Linked DNA regions of Pelodiscus sinensis: region 2 is linked to region 1. Evidence: chromatin contacts called from public Hi-C data. All regions are on one chromosome and are shown on one strand. The core of a region is the stretch at or near the end of the contact, and the rest is flanking DNA. Distances in the headings are between cores, read along the strand shown.

Region 1 (3,527 bases), core at 8-2,507:
TGTTCCGGAAAAGGGCCAGTGTAGACAGCACAGTAGTCTTTTCCGGAAAAAAGCCCCGATCGCGAAAATGACGATCGGGGCTTTTTTCCGGAAAAGCGCATCTACATTGGCCACAGACGCTTTTCCGGAAAAAGGACTTTTCCGGAAAAGCAGCCTGCCAGTGTAGACGCTCTTTTTCTGGAAATACTTATAACGGAAAACTGTTCTGTTTTAAGCATTTCTGGAAATTCATGCCACTGTAAACACAGACAGTATGTTTAAAAAAAAAAAAAAGCCGAGCAGCTACTAAAAAATTGTCACTTTCATACATCACTGTTCTAAAATCCTTATACTATCCCTTCTCTCCTTCTGGGTATCAGTGTGCTTTGAATAGGTTATACCTCCATTGGAGTTGCTATAGATATTAAGACAACTTCCTATACCAAAAGATGGTGAAGAAGAGAGTTTGCTATAAAGAGGATGATCACTTTGCAGACCTGCTGGTGGTAAAAATCTGTGTCTCAGTAATATACGGAGTTAATGAGATAAAATGAAAATTAAAAAGTCAACATAATATAATCCTCCACTACTAGCTAGCTCATATAAGCTTATGAATGTCACACACTGTTGTCTCCCTCACTGTTAAATTGATTTAATTAGCTCAAGTGGTAAAGTCTTGTGCTGTCAGTGCTGAAGCACAAGAGTTCAAACCCTCTTGTTAAGGCAATCAGGAACAGTTACAATAACATTTGTAGCTCTAGCTTGCTGCTTCATGTGAGTTGAACTATACTGTCAGTTCCCACTTACTAGTTTTTTTGAGGGGTGTTTCGTTTTGGCATGATAGAAAAGCTAGAACTGCCCTTCTTTGGGCGTGTACGTCTATAAACCACACTATTCTTTCAAGAAATTTAAAGAATTGGCTCCAATCCTGTAAACACAAAGCTACACTAATGCTTAAGGGTTTGCAGGATCAGGACTTCTGTGCCTCCAAATAACTATAGAAGCAACTTTCACCACTTACATCAGCATTTCAATGAATTAAACACTCAGACACTCCTCAGAGCCTTCTGCTGAGTAAATAACGTACAGAACTGAGAGATGAGTGGTGGGGTCCTGGCTCCCAGTCCTGTGCTCTGACCACTAGACTCCCTCTGCCTCCAGCAAGGGTAGTCCAGCAAAGCCACTTGGCCAACCCGTAGTGCACGGCTTGAGTCCACCCGGCTTCCGTCCCACACAATGCAGCCGGGCCGCAGACTCCCCACTTCCCCGCCCATCACTGGCGCAGCCGGGAGCTGGTTTCCGTGTCAGCCGTCGAGGCTCAAGCGTACGCAGAAGCTACTCAGCGAGCCAGCCGGGGAGGAGGCCGCCATGGAGGAAGAGGACTTGGCTCGCCTCCGCTGACACACCCTATCCCTAGTGCTGTCTCCGCTCGGCCGACCGCCCCCGCCCCGGTTCTCTACAGGTGGCAGCGTCCGACGGCCACTGGACCGTACTGGAGTTCCGGGGACGTGAGTGCGCGTGCGCAAAGCGTTGGCGCATGCTCAGTAGCAGCAAGGTAGCTGAGCCTGACATTCCGCTGCTTCTCCCCAGCTCAGCTGGAGGAGCCATGGACAAAGCCGACAAGGTACGGGCAGGACGGGGGCGGCGAGCTCGCGCACTGTAAACAACGAACGAGGGGAGGGTGGCGTGGGCCGAGGGGTGCCAGGGTCGGGGAGCTCGCGGGCGGCTGGGGGGTAACAGGGATTTGCGGCCGCCGGGAGACCGAGCTGTAAGCCGGGGGGAGGGGGGGTTGGGTCTGCTCAGCTGGGAGGGGGGGCCCTGGGTGCAGCTCTCAGGCCTGCACTCCAGGCCGCTGGGCAGGGAGGCGAGGGGCTCCTGGGCGTTCGGCAGATGAGCGGTGCCAGCGTGTTTGTGTGTATGGGCCTGGAGGGGCGGGTTGCTGTAAAAGCTGTTTTCGCTCCACACGTCAACAATCTCAGCCCGGAGTTCAGTCTTGAGAAGTTCCCCAGAAAACCGGAGCGGGCCAGGGCGGGGCAGGGAATGGCTTTTATTGGCCCAGCGGCTGTTGACGGAAAAGAAAACTTGATCTTTTCTTGTCTGTCTGGGGGGGTGCGTTTCACTCGTTAACAAGGATGACAACACAGGCCTTAACCCCTCCCCCCCACAAAACCTTTCCTTCTCTTGGGCCGGGAAGTTGGAGAGAGTCTCATGAAGAGTGTGTGGTTGAGGGCAGGGGATTGTGTTAAGATAGCAACTATAATACCCTAGGTGAGATCCTGTTGCTTTTTACCCACCTCTTTTAAGTTTATGCAAGTTGATTCTGTTTGTCATATTTATAATGTTGTGTCAAGATGCTGTGATACTCCCCTCAGCTCTTTTTCCCTGTCATGTTTCAAATTGCTGGGACAATTGGAATAACTAAGATTTCATTTGAAGTATGTAAAATCATCAGGAGAGGCATTTTAAAACATCTCCAAAACTAACAGATGTGTCATTTACCTAGTGTGTAAAACCTGCAGAGTTGTTTAAATTCTTGTTTGTTTCTGGGATAGATTTAAGTCTCTGTTTGGGGCACAATCTAGCTTTTTCTATCCCTGGTTTGGAGCATATTATTAAAGATAACACCTGAAACAAGTCCTCTTCTCCTCCCTTTTAATTTTTTTCTAATTCATTAACAGGAGGGTCGTAGACTGATCAATTTACCTTATTTTAGGCTCTTGTGACAGGAATGAAAGACCTTTTTAAAATTCACTCAATCACAATTTTGTAGTATTTTATTGATGTGAACACAGCAAAATCCGTCATCTATACTAACTAGAATAAAATTAACTTCTCATCTCATGGGAATTGTTAATGTGATTTATAGAAAAGCAGATGGGTTGCATCATGTTATATGTATCATATTTGAGAGGTAAAAAGGTATTGTCAGTGTCAATATTAAAATTAATCTCTTCAGATAAAAATCTGTCTGGAAGAAAAAGGACAGCCAATCACATATCTTGTATTAATTTGCATTGTCTGCACTAACAAAATAACTACAAAATAGAAAGTGTCATCTACGGATTCCTCTGAGCTCCCCACTAGCTATGTTTGTATGGCTCCATCACTATAATATATGAGCTCCACTCTACTGTGGTGAAATAATTTGAATTAATACTATAGAGATAAACATGTTACATAAACTTATTCTAAGCCCCTTATTCTACTCTGGGATTTGTTTTGATTTCTGTAATGTGTTGGAATTGTTTGGTCAGCACCAGAAATTAAGTGTGTTCAAGTGCAGTTAAATAGTAAGTGTGGATAATGTCTATTGTCAACCATGGATTATTTTCCCATTGTAGACAAGGTCACACTTAAGTTTTTTGCATGTTTTCTGCTTAAGAAAGTGGTGGTATAGAACGACGAGAAGAGAAACAATTTGGGTTTTTATAAAATGCTATTGTTTTCAAAGTAAAAGATTAGGAAGTGTTTGTTTAATTAGAATTATGCATAAGACTCTGTTAGCGTAGTTAGGAAATCAAGTGGAGTTGCAAAATGTCAGTCATGAA
Region 2 (3,200 bases), core at 672-3,171, 150 kb after region 1:
AGTTCCCTAGGCAATTTTTGCCTGAAAACCATATTAGAGCTGCTGGGAAAAGTCTGTGACATGAATTGGCAAGCGTGCCTATTCAAGTAACTTCACCTTTCTGAGCCCATGGGGATATTACTTTTCAACTGACATTGTAAGAACTGATTAATATAAAAGCTCAATCTGTGCTAAGTATTATTAAGATGTTGTTAAACCCCACGAGGAAGGACACAGATGTACACAGGGAAGCCATATTAGAAATGCACAGTATATTAGTCCCCTTATCAAAGTGTATGCAGATTCCACTTGAACAACAAAAATTTGCTTGAATAAATTAAGATGTGGATTGTTTCAATTAATAACATGCTATTATGTGACCCACAAACCTAGTGTGGTTCACTGTCCCATGTAGTTTCATTTAGATGGCCTATAGCAAGAGCTAAGAAGAAGAGTGCTCTACAGCCTAAGCTGAGCGGCTGCTGGCTTTATAGCTGAAGCTGCAGAGGATCCTACACTAATCTCCACAGCTCCCAGGTTCAAATCTGGGCAGTGGTGGTTACAAGTGGGGGCCCATCTCGGATCTCAACTGGGTCTCTGAAGTTTGGGATATGCTTCCTCAGCCAGGGGAAGTATGTAACCCACCTAATGTGGTTCACTGTCCCATCCAGTGGCACTTAGACCAAGTGGCACTTACAGCAAGCAATAAGAAGGGAGCTCTGAGCCAGCTGGCTTTATAACTCAAACTGTAGGCTCCTACACTAAGCTCCAGAGGTCCTAGGTTCAAATCTGTCCAGTCGTGGTAACACTAACACACACAACGTAGGAATGGCCATACTGGGTCAGACCAAAGGTCCATCTAGCCCAGTATCCTGTCTGCTGACAGTGGCCAGTACAGATGCCCCAGAGAGGGAGGGAACACAACAGGTAATCATCAGGTGATTCCTCTCCTGTCATTCATTTCCAGACAAACAGAGTTTAGGGACACCATTCCTACCTATCCTGACTAACAGCCATTGATAGACCTAACCTCCATGAATCTATCTAGCTCTTCTTTGAACCCTGTGAGAGTCCTAGTCTTCATAACATCCCCAGGCAAGGAGTTCCTTTTGTTTTAAACCTGCTGCTTATTAATTTCATTTGGTAACCCTTAGTTCTTATATTGTGGAAATGAATAAATAACTTTTCCTCCTCTTTTTCCACACCAGTTATGATTTTATAGATCTACAAATATTTTATGGAAGGTGTCAACCGTGGTGCAGTAACACACATTCTGTATTTTTCTTAGTAGGAGAACAAATGGTTCCTATGTGGGAAGACCCTTCTATTAATTTTGTTATGCAAATTATTGGTACAGGAAAGGCTTGTGGAGTTCTTTTTTCTGCTGGAGAGTTTGGTTTTTTGCCATGGCTTCTGATTATCAATTCTTCAGGCAGAGTTTACTGAGAATCAAGGACTGGTGTTGGGCTGAAAGTGCTGAAAATAAAGGGATATTCCTAAATGTTATTTTACCACTTCAAACTAGTCTAGTGTGTGTGATGATAAAACCAAACATACTTTAAAAATGTCCAGCAATTCACAATGATTGGGGAGGCAAATGTACCCCAAGACTTTTGTACTTGCTCAAAGTTTCACTTGGAGCCAGGGAGCCAGGGCTTGACAGCTCTTAAGTGGTAAAATTGTGATAAATCAATATGACCTATCCTGGAGCAGCCTTGAGTGTTCTTTCACTATGGCTGTGTCTAGACTGGCAAGTTTTTCCGCAAAATCATCTGCTTTTGCGGAAAAACTATGCTGCTTCCGTTCGGGCAAAAGTCTTTTTCTGAAAAACTTTTGCACAAAAGGTCCAGTGTAGACAGCAGAGATTTGTTTTCCACAAAAAAGCCCCGATCACGAAAATGGCGATCGGGGCTTTTTTGCAGAAAAGCGCGTCTAGATTGCCCACGGACACTTTTCCGCAAAAAGTGCTTTTGCGGAAAAGCATCCTGCCAATCTAGACGCTCTTTTCCGAAAATGCCTTTAATGGAAAACTTTTCTGCTAAAAGCATTTCCGGAAAATCATGCCAGTGTAGACGTAGCCTATGTGGTTGCTATATTATAGAAATTTGATCTGGCCACCCCAGAAAACAGAGGCAATGTCTGTGAGTGGGAATGTGATCTTTCCCAATGGATCAAAACACCCCTCAAATTTTGATAGGTCCCCTCTGTCCAGATAGAGGAGCAGCTGGGCCACAAAATGATGTGACTTGGTACATGGGGAATGTGTTCTAACACAGCAGAATGCAGAGGATTCCATTCAGAACTCAGCTCCTGGAGGCACTGGTTCATGCATTGTGTGGCTGAGAGGGGGAAACTCTATGCTGAGGGAAGACCTTGAGTCCCAGTGGAAGGAAGGAGATGAGAGGGGTCCAAATGTGGTCTCCAGGCGAAGACTGGAATTTGATCCCTTCCCACAAAATATCTGAATTGGTCCCACTTACTTCCAGACTCAATGTCAATGATTTATTCTCCACCCGGAAGTCAACCTGGAAGGCTGCATCCAGCCAACTGCACTCAAAGAGCTAACCTTAAAATCAGTTTCAGAACTCTCATAACATAGCCTCTATATGATGCCAGCAAATTTCTGCAGAAGGTTGTTTCCTGTGCCATGGTCTCTTGCTATGATGTAATGTCATGTTGCAGTGATGTCATGTCTTGATGGCATCCTGACATGGCAACATGTTGCTATGGCATCACATGTTGCTTTCATACATGGTAGATCTCTTAGTGTGTGCAGATGACACACCCCTCCCTGTCATGACCCCTCACAGCTGGAAGCCTGCCCTGCACAGAAAGAGCAGGGAGAAGAGATTGACTAGCAGCTGCTGGGCCGCTATAACCCGCCCCTACCAGCCATTGGCTAAGATCCCGAGCCAATCAGGAAATGACTGTGCTTCCCGCGGCCTCTCGCGCCTGCTTTCAAACTGCAAACACTGGCTTTTGCGGCGCAACCGAACTTGAGGAACAAGTAAGTCCCGCCCTCGTGGTAAGACGGAGAACGGTGGCCTGGTCGGTGGCTGGAGGATTCGGCTATCACTCAACAGGGAAGTTAAGCTGTCACGCGGAAGGCTACCGGAAAGATCTGATGGACGGCGACTAGCTGTATTGTCCTGTGGACCCGGTGAGTATCGGTGAAGGCGCCGCTCCTGCAGGCCCGTCCGGAGTAGGAGTCTCCCGCCGCG

Evidence for each region. Hi-C and Micro-C count contacts between places; a contact is called where the count stands out from the background.
Region 2: a Hi-C map of an unstated tissue shows a contact between it and region 1, with 6 times the contacts expected there. The contact joins the promoter of CEP152 here to the promoter of SECISBP2L in region 1. A contact is called at or near these places in 2 of 5 Hi-C or Micro-C datasets (blood and an unstated tissue).

Annotation. Positions count from the first base shown.
Region 1 is chr14:21,981,989-21,985,515 of ASM4963464v1, forward strand. It overlaps SECISBP2L (SECIS binding protein 2 like), which reads left to right and starts at 1,258. Exons shown (of 19, transcript XM_075897206.1): 1 at 1,258-1,603.
Region 2 is chr14:22,134,403-22,137,602 of ASM4963464v1, forward strand. CEP152 (centrosomal protein 152) reads left to right here and starts at 1,922. Exons shown (of 28, transcript XM_075897203.1): 1 at 1,922-3,139.